Regions from separate parts of the Mus musculus genome. Here region 2 is linked to region 1. Evidence: chromatin contacts called from public promoter capture Hi-C data. All regions are on one chromosome and are shown on one strand. The core of a region is the stretch at or near the end of the contact, and the rest is flanking DNA. Distances in the headings are between cores, read along the strand shown. Region 1 holds the start of H4c12 (H4 clustered histone 12). Region 2 holds the start of H4c18 (H4 clustered histone 18).

What was found. Capture Hi-C pulls out chosen DNA fragments and counts their contacts.
Region 2: a contact with region 1 is called in a promoter capture Hi-C map of liver. The contact joins the promoter of H4c18 here to the promoter of H4c12 in region 1. A contact is called at or near these places in 2 of 39 promoter capture datasets (embryonic stem cells and macrophages), 5 of 115 datasets of contacts at active chromatin or transcription factors (the SCID.adh cell line, embryonic stem cells, epiblast stem cells and 1 more) and 3 of 9 other capture datasets (adipose tissue, liver and pancreatic islet).

The regions. Positions count from the first base shown.
Region 1 is chr13:21,747,042-21,754,396 of GRCm38.p6, reverse strand. H4c12 (H4 clustered histone 12) reads left to right here and starts at 3,844. Exons shown (of 1, transcript NM_178211.2): 1 at 3,844-4,252. The coding sequence starts at 3,892. The coding sequence ends at 4,203. H2ac15 (H2A clustered histone 15) reads left to right here and starts at 485. Exons shown (of 1, transcript NM_178183.2): 1 at 485-1,020. The coding sequence starts at 570. The coding sequence ends at 962. H2bc15 (H2B clustered histone 15) reads right to left here and starts at 321. Exons shown (of 1, transcript NM_178201.3): 1 at 1-321. The coding sequence starts at 274.
Region 2 is chr13:21,828,466-21,835,820 of GRCm38.p6, reverse strand. H4c18 (H4 clustered histone 18) reads left to right here and starts at 3,624. Exons shown (of 1, transcript NM_175657.3): 1 at 3,624-4,029. The coding sequence starts at 3,663. The coding sequence ends at 3,974. It overlaps H2ac24 (H2A clustered histone 24), which reads left to right and starts at 2,346. Exons shown (of 1, transcript NM_178185.2): 1 at 2,346-2,797. The coding sequence starts at 2,346. The coding sequence ends at 2,738. H4bc24 (H2B clustered histone 24) reads right to left here and starts at 2,078. Exons shown (of 2, transcript NM_001110555.1): 1 at 1,674-2,078; 2 at 1-6. The coding sequence starts at 2,050.

The DNA of each region.
Region 1 (7,355 bases), core at 2,595-5,094:
ATGTGATGGTCGAGCGCTTGTTGTAATGCGCCAGGCGGGACGCCTCGCTCGCGATGCGCTCGAAGATGTCGTTCACGAACGAGTTCATGATGCCCATGGCCTTGGAGGAGATGCCGGTGTCGGGGTGCACTTGCTTCAGCACCTTGTACACGTACACCGAGTAGCTCTCCTTGCGGCTGCGCTTGCGCTTCTTGCCGTCCTTCTTCTGGGCCTTGGTGACGGCCTTCTTGGACCCCTTCTTCGGGGCGGGAGCGGACTTAGCGGGTTCAGGCATGGTAGGAACTGACCAAAAGCCTAAAGATACAGAAAGAAAAGAAATGTAAAGTGTGTCTGCACAGGCTGCCTTTTAAACAAACTTGTGGCTATAGCTATCGCGAATTAGCAGTCGTCATCCACCAAATACCCAATCATAGCAAGGGCTTTTCAATGCAACTCTGTTATTGGTCTAGGTGCAATGCTTCTATGTAACCAATGAAATTCCTACTTTTTCATGCCCTGCATTGACTATAAATACTGTCAGCTTTGCCTTCAAACCACTTACTGAGCAGGCTTATATTCTAGGTTCTACCATGTCAGGAAGAGGCAAGCAGGGTGGCAAGGCTCGCGCCAAGGCCAAGACCCGCTCCTCCCGGGCCGGCCTGCAGTTCCCCGTGGGCCGCGTGCACCGGCTGCTCCGCAAAGGCAACTACTCGGAGCGCGTGGGCGCCGGCGCCCCGGTGTACCTGGCAGCCGTGCTAGAGTACCTGACGGCCGAGATCCTGGAGCTGGCGGGCAACGCGGCCCGCGACAACAAGAAGACGCGCATTATCCCGCGCCACCTGCAGCTGGCCATCCGCAACGACGAGGAGCTCAACAAGCTGCTGGGCCGCGTGACCATCGCGCAGGGCGGCGTCCTGCCCAACATCCAGGCCGTGCTGCTGCCCAAGAAGACCGAGACCCACCACAAGGCCAAGGGGAAGTGAGGCCCTTGATAGAAAGCAACCCTTTCCAACCACCAAAGGCTCTTTTCAGAGCCACCTACAAAAACACTTGGAGGAGTTGTGCTACTTTGGATCATTATTGGGCTAATGAGTGCAACACTGAGATAATGTGAACCTAACCCTAGTTTTATTAATGCCTTTAGAATTGTTGCATCCAACCTATTTATACAAGCCAGTGTGAAATTTAATTTACTGACCTATAAATACTAGTAGCTATTACTACGTTTTAATGTTTCAGGCCACGAAGTTTGCTTGTATCTTCCTGTAGTGCATTCTAGGAGGAAGAGCAAGTTACAGCTTAGGGACTACTTAGTTCCCTCAGCATTTACAGGATGACGTCTGTCGTTTTTATAAAATTTGGGAATCTGTTCAGCTTTATACCCCCTTTCAACCTTTTCTGTTACATTGCAGAAGATTTTTTTTTTTTGTAAACACCTTATAACTTACATGCAAGATAAAGGTTACCGTGGTTGCACAAACTTTTAAGGAGGCTGAGGTTAAAGAAAATGTTAAAAACAAACAAACAAAAAAACCCTCTGCTGCCAACAGACTTGCCGAAGAAATGCCGAAGATATACAATTCAGTATATTTCTATTTATTCTGAGTCAGTAGAAGAAATTAGCAGAAAAGGAACTCTAGAAAGGAAGGTTGAAGATTGATGTAGTAAATCTATTACTAGAGTTATGTTATCTGAAAACAATTTGGAGTATATATGGACAGCAGTTACCATGAAAAAGTCATTTAGGGGGCTGGAGGAGTGGCCAAGTGGTCAAGGATGATTGCTGATCCTGTAAGAGTTCTCTAGTTTAATTCCTAGCTAACATCAGGTTTAGGGTTGCGGCAGAGAGAAGCTAGAATTGCAGGTCTCAGTCTCCCTGTCATCTCACAGGTCGAGTACCCACTGCCTGTTATATCCTGTGCCAAACTCCACTTACACACACGGACTGAACCAAACACACATCATTCTTGGACATGTGGAGCTTGATGGAAGCCAGGATCCACCAACAATCAAAAACCTTATACATCCTGTTGGACCTCCCAGCCTGCTTGGTGTCCTATAGTCAAATCTTCAAGTTCCACAGTATTCAAATGACAAATTTGAAACAGAGGAATAAGAAACCCTTCCTTTGTCACTTTTTATTGTTAATTGTCTTTTTCTCATGAGACTTCCTCATAGAAAGCAGAGACATGGGAGCACCTCCAGAACACCTGGAGAAAAGTCCCAGCATACGGGTTCAAGCCAAACTCATCATTTTATCTGGGTTCCTAAAATAGCCATTGGCTTTCTTTCAGGATTCACAGGCACTGAAGCCAGTCTTCAGTGTAGTCCTTGTTTTCTCTACTGAGCGGAGATGACAGGCTCTTAACTGTGCCTCTTCACAGCTCTCTGGTACAGCCCTAATACTCTTCATGGTTTATCCTTTCCCACCTTTCTGACTTTGACTTGCGTCATCATCCCTGCATAGTTGAAACACACACACACACACACACACACACACACACACACACACACACACACACACACAGAGACAGATAGAAAAACAAAACCAAAAAATCCACTCACCTCTCACCTGAAAGGGAATAAGAAACAGTGTATACTAGAGGTTTCTCCAAATTTCATGTTCCAACATGGAAGGAGTCTTATGAAGTTATAAAACAAAGTAAAGATAGGTTTAAACATATTGGAGAGATGTGCAGCAATGTGGGAGAAACTTTTCTACAGATCCCAGATACTATCTGATGACTTTCTTGCCTTTTGGATTGGTGGAAACTACTGATCTGCTATGTTGAGGTTACAAATGAGGTTTTTATCTATTAGTCACAAACTGTTAGACATAGAGGACCACATTCAGAGCATAAAGTGTGACCAAGAAGACAACCAGCATTAGAACCTGTGACACTCCAATTTCACTGTTTTCATACCTCTCATATATGTAGTTCCTGTCAATCAACCAGTTTTTGTAAATATAGTTTTTCCATCAATTTTCTTGACAGATCCTAATTTAGTAGATGTGGGGGAAAAGTTTCAGGAGATTAAAAAAAAGTGTTTTTCATTATACTTGTACTGTACAGAGAGTATTAGTACAGAGCATAGTAGTCACAGATGAACCCCTGTCTTCAAATATTTTGTTCAGACTTCACAAACCCACTTGGATATTTTCTTGAAAATATTAGTGAAAGTCAATTAAATAAAAAAAATCTTTGAGAAATGAGGTTGGCAATAAGAGCGATGAAATGTCAATATAGATAAGCTTAAATTTAATATGGTCACAATAGAAATATCAGAAGTGACCGTAAGTATAGTGATGAAAAATTCACTTAACGGTGAAAAATGACTTTAAACTTAAAATGATTCACCAAGCGATGCAGATGAGTAATACCGATTGGTGCTTTTATGAAAAGTTCTCAAGAGAATAATACAGGTATTATGAGGCTTTTTGTAAGTTTGAACTAAAAAAACCCAAAAAACCAAAAACAAAAAACATTTGAAATGTGGTTACAATAGAGAAGGAACACAAGGTAATTCAGAGCACGGTTTGCACGTTGGAAAGTGTGTACTGAGCACCAAAGCGCCTTAGCAGCCGCCTGCAGTGTCCTCTCTGGACGGGGTTACGGGTTGTTAAGGGGCCGCTTGGCTTTCTGTATTTTGTACAGTCAGTGTACTGATTGTGCGCTCGATTCTCCAAACTCTTAAAAGGGCGTGAGGAGCTAGTTCCCTCAGAAAGCTCGGACAGGGAAACAAAAGGCGCCCTTTTTCTTTTTGGTAAGTCTTCCCCTCCCCCACAGCTGCGGGCGCAACTTCCCGCCTCTTCCCTGCAGGTTCTCATTTCGGTCCGCCCGCCGCAGTATAAAAAGGCGGCGCTCAGGCTCCCTGTCAGCATCTCTGTTCTGAGCTGTCCTGAGTGCAGTCATGTCTGGCAGAGGTAAGGGCGGGAAAGGGCTCGGTAAAGGTGGCGCCAAGCGCCACCGCAAAGTGCTGCGCGATAACATCCAGGGCATCACCAAGCCCGCCATCCGCCGCCTGGCCCGGCGCGGGGGAGTGAAGCGCATCTCCGGCCTCATCTACGAGGAGACCCGCGGTGTGCTGAAGGTGTTCCTGGAGAACGTGATCCGCGACGCCGTCACCTACACGGAGCACGCCAAGCGCAAGACCGTCACCGCCATGGACGTGGTCTACGCGCTCAAGCGCCAGGGCCGCACCCTCTACGGATTCGGAGGCTAAGTCTTTGTCTTTTATTTCTGCTACAAAAGGCCCTTTTCAGGGCCACCCACTTAATTCTTTGAAGCGCTGTACTCATGTCAGAAGGGTTAGAAAGTCCTCATGACCAAGAATACAAGTAATGTCTCTGACATGGGTGACCTACTTTGTAATGGTCAGCTTTCACATTTTTGTGTAAAGTGAACTAATTGGTGTATCAGAGAGTTTTAACACGTCAATTAGTAAATGCCATTTTCCTGGCTTTGTGCTTAAGACATGATCTTTTCTGTGATCTCACTTATCGGTATAATTGACAGTATTACATCACACACACACACACACACACACACACCAGCTGGTTCTCTAGCTCTCTAGTACAGATATGCCATAGAGGGGGGGGGGGGGCTTTTGAGTTTTAGGAGTAGTGCTGGAGATTGAATTCATTCTGTAGATACAACATTACCAGCATCCCATAACCTTCTGTTTGCCATTGCTGGCCTCAAACCTGTGATCTTTCTGCCTCTGCCTCAGAAGTAGCCAGTATTGCTCCCAGATCATGCTTCAGAGCTGATTGTTTTTCCCTCCCAGCAACTCTGATTTCAGAGTCGCTGAGTGGTTTTGCCCAAACTATGACTTATTAGAACTTCCTGTGGGTTGCTGGTCTTTCAGGCAACATTGAAACCCCAATGTTTGACAATGTCTTTTCATTGTCCGCATTTGGTGAGTTCTAACACATCATTTGCCTGTAGAACTTTTAAGTCACAAACTATTTCTTTCCACACTCCTTTGGAGATCCCATCCACTGGGTCATTAAATAGTATCTGTTCCTTAATGACTTCTAATTTTATATTTGTAGCTTAAGTTTTCTTATTTAGCTTCTGAATGTTTAGTAGCCTAAGGCTAATAAATACAACACAGTGTCCTAACAGGACACTGCAACCAGTATCCTTTCTCTTTTACATGAAAATGAAAGCACAATTAAGCACCAACAAAACAGCTCAACCACTGAGGGATATCTTATTCTCCATAACAATATATAACCACCCAAATGCACCACAAAGCAAGCACTTCAATGGTGTACAGCAACTTGGATAAAATTTATATGCAAATATAGTTTATTAAATTTATTATGGCTGGAGTAGTGGCTCAAAGGTTAAGAGCAATTGATATTCTTTAGGATAAGAGTTCACTTCCTGGTACCCACTATGAGCAACTCATAACTCACTAACTCCAACTAAAGAATATCTGATTCCCTCATCTGACTTCTACATCATCGATGTCCACATCACTCTTTTTCTTAAATAAATAATACAAAATTTGAATCAATTTAAATGCAAATCCTACTGCAAAGAAAAAGAAGTGGAGCAAGATTTTATTTATTAATTTTTTGTTTTGTTTTTTGTTTTTGTTTTCTTTATCTTTTTGAGATACCCCCAGCTGGCCTTGAATTCCTGACTTAGTTTTCTGATTTAATCTTTGGAGTGCCAGAATTACAACATATAACATCTCTGGCTTATTTTTCTTACTGCTGCATCAGGCTTCTTCATTGGTTATGAAGACAAGTGTCCCAGTTTGGACAAAGTGGAAAGTAGCTGGACCAATGACTCCAGTAAGCAGAAAAATTGGCCTGGACTGTCGTGGCTCAACCTAAACTCCTTGAATACTCTGACGTTTTATTGGTAGTTTTGCAACTAAATGCGCCTAGTTCTAGAATGAATAGCACCATTAAATGGCTGGACTTAGGCATTTCATATACGAAATATATTTAGGATATCATGAATTTTAGCATTCAGGTATTTTATGTTTAAATAGTACATCACATATACCATCAGTCTCTTGGATCTTTATCCCTTTATGTGCATTAACACAACAGCACAGTTTGCTCCATATCTATATCAAACACACTTTAGGATCTTGTTTTACCTATCATGTCTGTAATTTCAAATATACCAGAAAGTTACATTTATAATGCAAGGATAACAAGACCATGAATTTCTCTAAGTATGGTTCACCTCTGGAAAAGATGCTTAATGATATGGTATAAAAAATCTAATGTTTACTTCTGCTGTATTTCAATGATAAAGTTATCAAAAGTTAAAGTTAAAGAACATAAAAGAACATACTTTTTTTAAAATATAAAAAAATAAAAAATTTTAAAATAACTTTATACTTGTGAAATGGAACTTAATAGAATATTTTGTAGAAAATCTGCTCACTCTTTTGTGTTGTTTTATGAACAGGGATGAAAATATGAATCCCATTTTCTACAAAGCTATTATACTTAAGTATTTGTGCTAATATTGTTAGATGTGTAATCGAATATTTTTGTAAAGTTTCAGAAGATAGTTTGCAAAAGCAACAGAGTGTGCCAGATAACAACACATCTGTGGATAGAAGAGCACAGTGGATTTGGCACATTCAGTCCAAAATAATTGTTGCTGTGTTATCTTGAATGAAAAACTGGGCTTTGGTTACGGCATAGAAAATCTAAAACCAGTCCAGGGGCTGTGTGGCAAGTGTCTTTCTTAGGCATTGCCTCCCTCAGGATGAACTCGAGTGTTTCGAGTATCAGACCCTCAGCCTGTTTGTTTCAGTCCCAGGTCTCTGGCATTGCAGATCTTTGTTGTGCATGACCTTCAGAGACAGACAGCTCATTGGAACTCTTCCAAAACCTGGGCCTACCCTCAGCATCTGTACCTCTCCTACCCTGTAACCTACCTACTGTCTGAAGTCTTTGGCCGCATCGTCATGCTGCTGCATTCAAGTTCTGATGCCTCTGGAAAAACTGGTTGTCAGTCTGAACTTTGTGTCATGGTTCTTTGACAAGTGTATGGAAAGGAAGAACTGTTTGTTTTTGACAAAATAGAATATGCCTTGCAAGAAATTACATCAATATGAGGAAGGGTAATGTTGTGTACTAGATATTACAGGATCAAAATTATGGATAGTGTTAAAATCAAAGAGGCTTCTAGTACATCCCCAGACGAGTTGGCTATGACTGCAGTCAAATAATCATAACATACATAAGGACAAAACCAGTCTGTTGGCATTTTTGTGTTTCACTTTTGTAATAAGGAATATAAAATGTTTTATCTTAAAACATATTTTGAAATAGTTGGTAAACCTTCATATTGATGAAATTCTATTTGTTAACAAGGGGTGTACAGTTTTCTCAA
Region 2 (7,355 bases), core at 2,375-4,874, 82 kb before region 1:
GAAAAACTAAAACAAAACAAAAAAGAAAAAGAAATGACTTAATTACTATAAAGGACTTTAAAAAGCATCATATAGCATAAGAATGAATAACTAGCTGAGCGGTGGTGGTGCACGCCTTTAATCCCAGCACTTGGGAGGCAGAGGCAGGCGGATTTCTGAGTTCGAGGCCAGCCTGGTCTACAGAGTGAGTTCCAGGACAAAAAGGGCTATACAGAGAAACCCTGTCTCGAAAAAAAAAAAAAAAAAAAAAAAAAAAAAAAAAAAAAAAACCAAAACCAAAACCAACCAACCAAACAAAAAACGAACAAAAATAAATACATAAATAAATAAACAAATAAAAATAAAACATAAGAAATAAAAAATTAAAAAAAAAGGTTCAGGTGACAAATATTAAAAAAAAAGAATAAATAACTATTGTGAAAAGTTACCTTGGTGTGTGTTTTTCCACCAAACACAAGGCTGTATTATTGTAATTTGCTATCCAACAGATTACTTCTGGTCTTTTGAATCACAAACTATGCTGGGGAAAGAACCAAAACAGGTAACTAAGTGTGGGGCGGAGCCTGGAAGGAAGGCTAACAGCACTGGGTGCACATTTTACACATTTTGCAGAACCAGTAAATTTCCACCTGTAGAAATTCAGGCTGTAAAAGATATTTCCATATTTAACCACAAACGGATATTACTCAATTTTCCTTCAAAGTTTTGCCAATTTACAGGGTATGACTTTGCATTCTTATCCTAAGCTTACTAGGGAAATAATAGATATTGAAAGCAATGTTAAGTTTAGGAAAACACAGGCGGCTTTGGTGAGAAAAAAATTAAATCTCTTGCTTTAGTATCGTGAGGAATCATGAGTTGGAAAAGTGAGATGATAAGTTATTGGTCCTTTTGAAATGAAACCTGTGATGTCACTTGGTGTGTGATGTGCAGCACATTCGTTCTACAGATGCATATCCAGTCGATACTAAAGCTGGGGCCTAAGGTTAGTCTTTCCATTCCTAAGCCAACCTAAGTTGCAAACGGAATCTCTTCAGTTTTCACAGATGCAACTTGCTAGGTAGCAATCGGAAAAAGCATCTTGATGGATCTTTTCTTGCCTAAAACACTGACATCCCTGAGCATGTTCTTACCCTAGGAATAGACATCCAACGGGCCAACTCGTTCATTCCCTGGTCGAGCCTAGAGCAAATAGGGCAGGAATACACGGACAGGATATCCCTGTATGCTCAAGAAGTCAGACAAAAGTATTGATCCTTCAGGACAGTTCCGATGCCTTTCGCTGGGCATGCCCGATAAGGAGAATGACCACAATCGCCTTCTTTGACTTACCCTTTTGTTTAGATGAGGCTTGCTAATTGGTTTTTAATTACGTCTACCAGCTAAACCTGAAGACCAGGAACTTACCACATACTTCCTCCCCATTCTTTGTTCTCCTTCGCCTCTTTGGACAGGTAAACAAGGCGGAAGAGGCTCTCGGCAAAACACTAGGAGCTGCTTCTAAGGTGCCTGCGAACCGGGACAGGGCACCCGCACCCACACAAGAAACACATCTCCCACGTCCACTACCCCAAAGTGAAAGGAACCTGCATGTGTAACAGCTTTTTACGCTGAAAGTGTAGGTGGCTCTGAAAAGAGCCTTTGGGTTAGGAGTGTGAGTTAAAGGAACTCACTTGGAGCTGGTGTACTTGGTGACGGCCTTGGTGCCCTCCGACACCGCGTGCTTGGCCAGCTCCCCGGGCAGCAGCAGGCGCACGGCCGTCTGGATCTCCCGGGACGTGATGGTCGAGCGCTTGTTGTAATGCGCCAGGCGGGACGCCTCGCTCGCGATGCGCTCGAAGATGTCGTTCACGAACGAGTTCATGATGCCCATGGCCTTGGAGGAGATGCCGGTGTCGGGGTGCACTTGCTTCAGCACCTTGTACACGTACACCGAGTAGCTCTCCTTGCGGCTGCGCTTGCGCTTCTTGCCGTCCTTCTTCTGGGCCTTGGTGACGGCCTTCTTGGAGCCCTTCTTCGGGGCGGGAGCGGACTTCGCAGGCTCAGGCATGATGAGACTGGAACTCTGGAACTCTAGCACGGAAGCGACTTGGTCCTGTCTATTTGATGAGGTCTTATTCAAATGAGGCATGGGATCGGGCGCCTATGATTGGTTCATGATATACATGGCGACATCCGAAGTCTTGTCCAATTGACGTGCGCCCGCGAATGCTTCCCATTCGTCTAGAAGAAAAGAAGAAGTCAGCCAATCGCATAGGCCCTTTTTTGCGCCCAGAGAAAACTATAAGGGCCAAGCTCTTGCTCTTTGCAAGCGTACGGTTTTCAGAAGCTGTCTACTTTCTACCATGTCTGGACGCGGCAAGCAGGGTGGCAAGGCTCGCGCCAAGGCCAAGACCCGCTCCTCCCGGGCCGGCCTGCAGTTCCCCGTGGGCCGCGTGCACCGGCTGCTCCGCAAGGGCAACTACTCGGAGCGCGTGGGCGCCGGCGCCCCGGTCTACCTGGCGGCCGTGCTGGAGTACCTGACGGCCGAGATCCTGGAGCTGGCGGGCAACGCGGCCCGCGACAACAAGAAGACGCGCATCATCCCGCGCCACCTGCAGCTGGCCATCCGCAACGACGAGGAGCTCAACAAGCTGCTGGGCCGCGTGACCATCGCGCAGGGCGGCGTCCTGCCCAACATCCAGGCCGTGCTGCTGCCCAAGAAGACCGAGAGCCACCACAAGGCCAAGGGAAAATAAGACCAGCCGTTCACTCACCCGAAAAGAAAAAAAAAAAAGGCTCTTTTCAGAGCCATCCACAGTGTCTTTTAAAGAACTGAATACTTACGTAAATCGATGTCATTTTGTATGCGGTTTAGAGGTGAGGGTTTTAGAACCAGAATTGAAGACAAACGTTGTGGTTTCTGCCCAAGAGAGACTGGCATACATGAACCCAATATAAATGAACTAATTTCCCTTTGAACTACGGTGTTAAGTACTGAAAACTGGCCACTTTTCATGCTTAGGGATCTTTGTAAGCATGAAAAGTAGCTCCGTGTCTTGTTTTCCTTTCGTGTTTCCAGATGGGGATTGAGTCTCCCTAGATGTCCTAGAACTCCAGGCCAGTCCAGCCTTCAACTCCTATTAGCCTGCCCCTGCCCCTGCCCCTGCCTCCCTAGTGTAGAGTTTAAAGGCATGTGCCATCACCGCCATTTGCCATGTGGTTGGGAGCGAGGGGGCATACATTATTCAGACCTAGAACCTCGTCTTTAGAGTTGGTGTACTTACTCCTACATAGTGTTACTGTAAAAGCGACATGTTTTTCCTTTGTATACTATAACTTTTGTTCCATAAGGACGTAGTGATCACATTTAATGAACAAGGTAAAGGCGTGCACGTATGAGTGCGCACCTGCATCTTGCGTTGTTTGATGCACGTAAGTTTAAAAAAAAAAAAAGAAAAAAACTGCTAACGAAAACCTGTAGTGCAGGGAGTTGATGAAATTAGCTTCCTTTCCATATAAAAACCTATTGTGTTAAATTTGCTCTAAGCCCTTCCCCCGGCCACACCCACTTACACTGAGCTCCTGTTTTCACTCCGGTCCGCAAGTTCCCTATAAGAGGGGCCGGCCTTCTCCAGAAGGCCGTCTGCTTCGTCTTAGAGCAGTACAGTTTTGTCTTCATCATGTCTGGTCGTGGCAAAGGAGGAAAAGGCCTGGGCAAAGGCGGCGCCAAGCGCCACCGCAAAGTGCTGCGCGATAACATCCAGGGCATCACGAAGCCCGCCATCCGCCGCCTGGCCCGGCGCGGAGGAGTGAAGCGCATCTCCGGCCTCATCTACGAGGAGACCCGCGGTGTGCTGAAGGTGTTCCTGGAGAACGTGATCCGCGACGCCGTCACCTACACGGAGCACGCCAAGCGCAAGACTGTCACCGCCATGGACGTGGTCTACGCGCTCAAGCGCCAGGGCCGCACCCTCTACGGATTCGGCGGCTAATTATGCTCACCTAGAGCTTCTTTCTCAACTAAAGGCCCTTTTCAGGGCCATCCAATTAATCCTCCAAAGGGTTGCAACATTGCAGTACGGGCGGGCAAGTTTTCCTAATGAGGCTCTTTCCAGCTACTTCTCGGGGGACGGGGGGGGAAGGCGACGAGGGCAGTCTTTTTCAGGGTGAGCCCTCCGTCGTGTCACGTGTGTCCTGGAATTTGGACGGCTCCTTTGAGAGGAGGCAGAGCTCAGGCGCTGAGCAGTAGGAACTCCCATGCCCCGTCCCACCCCTGCCTCCTACGTAGAGGTTTGCTTCAGGACTACCACGTTCCAAAAGACTTAACTTTCTGTGGCCTCGATGTACCTTGCTCTCTAGCTTATGTGGCTGTGATGGTAAATACAGCCAGAGCTATGAAGCAGGAAGGCACAGTCTGTGGGGTTTTTTTTTTTTTTTTTTGGTTTTTCGAGACAGGGTTTCTCTGTGTAGTCCTGGCTGTCCTGGAACTCACTTTGTAGATCAGGCTGACTTCAAACTCAGAAGTCCGCCTGCCTCTGCCTCTGCCTCTCTCTCTGCCTCTGTGCCTCTCTGCGCCTCTGCCTCTGCCGGGTAAGGCCAGTCTTAAGCCAAAATAAAGAAAAGAACCCAGAGATTCCTGTTTCTTACATTCTGATGTAGTGAAACATCATTAAATCGATGTAGCAAAGGAAAATTTAAAGTTTGTTTTTATTTACTACTTGCTGGGCATGGTGGTAAACCCAGCATTTGGGAGGCAGAGCAGGAAGATCTCCGAGTTTGAGGTCTATGAAGCGAGTATCAGGACAGTCGAGCAAAGAGACCCTGTCTCAAAACAATTTTTTTTTTTTTTTTTTTGGTCTGTGTTTCTGTAGGCAGGTGTCCATAGAGACAAGAACGGGGTGACAGATCCCTTAGAGCTTAAGTGACAGAAGGCTATGACAGAAGGCTACCTGACCCATTTTTACAGTGGATAACAAAGTACTCATTCCTTCACTTATTAAAACCATGTCAAGCTAGCCTGGAATCTATAAGTAGCCAATGCTCACCTTGAAGTTTTTTTGGTTTTTTGAGACAGGGTTTCTCTGTGTAGTCCTGGCTGTCCTGGAACTCACTTTGTAGACCAGGCTGGCCTCGTAATCAGAAATCTGCCTGTCTCTGCTTCCCAAGTGCTGGGATTAAAGGCGAGCGCCACCACCGCCCGGACCCACCTTGAAGTTTTAAGCATTTTTATTTTTATGTGGTTAAGCCCATGGTTACTAGAGCCACTGGAGCTCCTGGAATTAGAGATACAGGCAGTTGTGAGACCCCCTTCCTCTCCAAAGGTGCTGGGGATTTAACTTGGGTCATCGCAGAGAACAATGCAAGTTCTTAACTACTACAGGCCACAACCTTAGAATCTTGACCCTCCTGCTTCTTCCTTCAGAGTGCTAGGATTACCACCGTGAGCCGGCGTACCCAGCGTACATGGCCTATGCAGCTCTGAATATCCAACTCAGACCTTCATGTATGCTAGGTAGGCAGACACTGCCACTTGAGCCTGGTGACACATACATACTCATAGTAAAGAGCAATATAAAAAATGCAAGCAGATTAAATTTGCTCTCGTGGTTTGGGCTTTGTTATTGTTGTTCATTGCCTTGGTTGCAATACATTTGGGGGACAACCAGAAACCCTGGGAAGTCAGTCGATGTCTGTCTGCGCTGCTCGTCCTGTATTACCTAACTGGAGAACACGACTCTACTTCACTACGATAATACACTTTATTCAGTAAATTAACAAGACAGATCCTGCTGTTGTCAAGAAAGGATTCTTCATGTCCATGGACTTATCAAAGGGTCCGTACCACAAAACACTGACCCGACACTGAGTTTTCCCGAGGCATCAAAGTAAGACTCTGAGAGAAATTCATCAAACTCAGTCTTTGAAATAGTCTTAGGTTTTGTAGGTCATAAGAGAGACGGCTTCAGCCCAAATCACTTTATTTCTTTAGGAAGGAGCAGGTTCTTCCACACCTGAGCTCACCTTAGTAGCCAGGCCTTCTCATCCAACACACTTTCAGTTGCTTTCACTTTCAGCCTGTCCTCTCAAACTTTAGAAAAACACCCTGTGAAACTTTGTCCAATATGTCAGGGACTTTAGAGCAATGACTTTGGCTGGGAGGGATGGTTATATACCCTAATCCCGGCCCCTGGGAGGCAAAGGCAGGCAAACTTCTGAGTTTGAGGCTACCCTGATATTAAAATATAGTACGATCAGGGCCAGCCAAGGCCTCATAGTAAGAAACTCATTTGGGGTTTCACCAGAGAAGACTAATCAGACATGGGTTTAGCCAGTAGAAAATCTTTATTAGGCAGCTGGCTACCACACTGGGTGTTTGGTATAACAATGCAGTGCCAACACTTTCTCAAGTGAGCTTTAAACACCAAAAACATGTCCTGAGTTGTTATACTTCTGTTAACAAAAACAGTTAGGCAGAATCAGAACTATAGAAGCCAAAAGGCAAGGTTACTACATCTAGAGACTTTCCCAGAACTATGGACTTTGATGAATTAGGCCTGTGTTTTAGCTTCAGCAGGTGATATTGTCTATGTGCTCAGTTTTACAGCCTGAATGGCACTTCCACCATGGAATCCGTTACATTAGGTTCTCTGGGCCTACTAAGGTATGAAGCCCTGTTACAAAAGGAAGAGAAAGAAATAAGAGAAAGAAAGAATAATAATTTTCTAGAAAATGTATAATATAGGGGCTGGAAATACAGCTCAGTGGTTTAAGAACATTTTTTGTTCCTCTGGAGAATCCCAAGTTCAGTAGTCAGTGACCCACACCACAGCTCACAACCTTCTGTAAGTCTAGTCAGAACATCCACTGCCCGCTTCTCCCCAACAGCGGGCACATTCGCACACATATGGCAGACACACCAACAGTCACAGGAAATACCCATTGGCCCAGTCCACACAAAAACAGAGAGCAGTGTAAGTGTATTTTACCCAAAAGGTTTTGTTAAACCCCCTTACTTTTCACAGGGATGAATTTCTTCCTGTGGATTACAATGAGTGACTCATTCTGAAAACAAGCCACACCTTTGTCAACAATGGCAAACACCTTTAATCTCAGCTATTGGAAGTCAGAGGCCAGCCTGATTTGCATTGTGAGGTCCATGGTAGCCAGAGCTATGTAATGAGACCTTGTGTATTGTGCTTACTACACAAGCAAGATGATGTGTGCTCCGTTCCTGAAACCCACGGAAAGGTGGAGGGGAAGAAATGAGTCCTTAAGGTTGCCTCGTCCATGAGCTCACCACACACATTAATGAAATGTTTTAAGACAAGCAAGTCGTTTAATCACTTGATAGCCGTACCATTAAAATAGAGTAG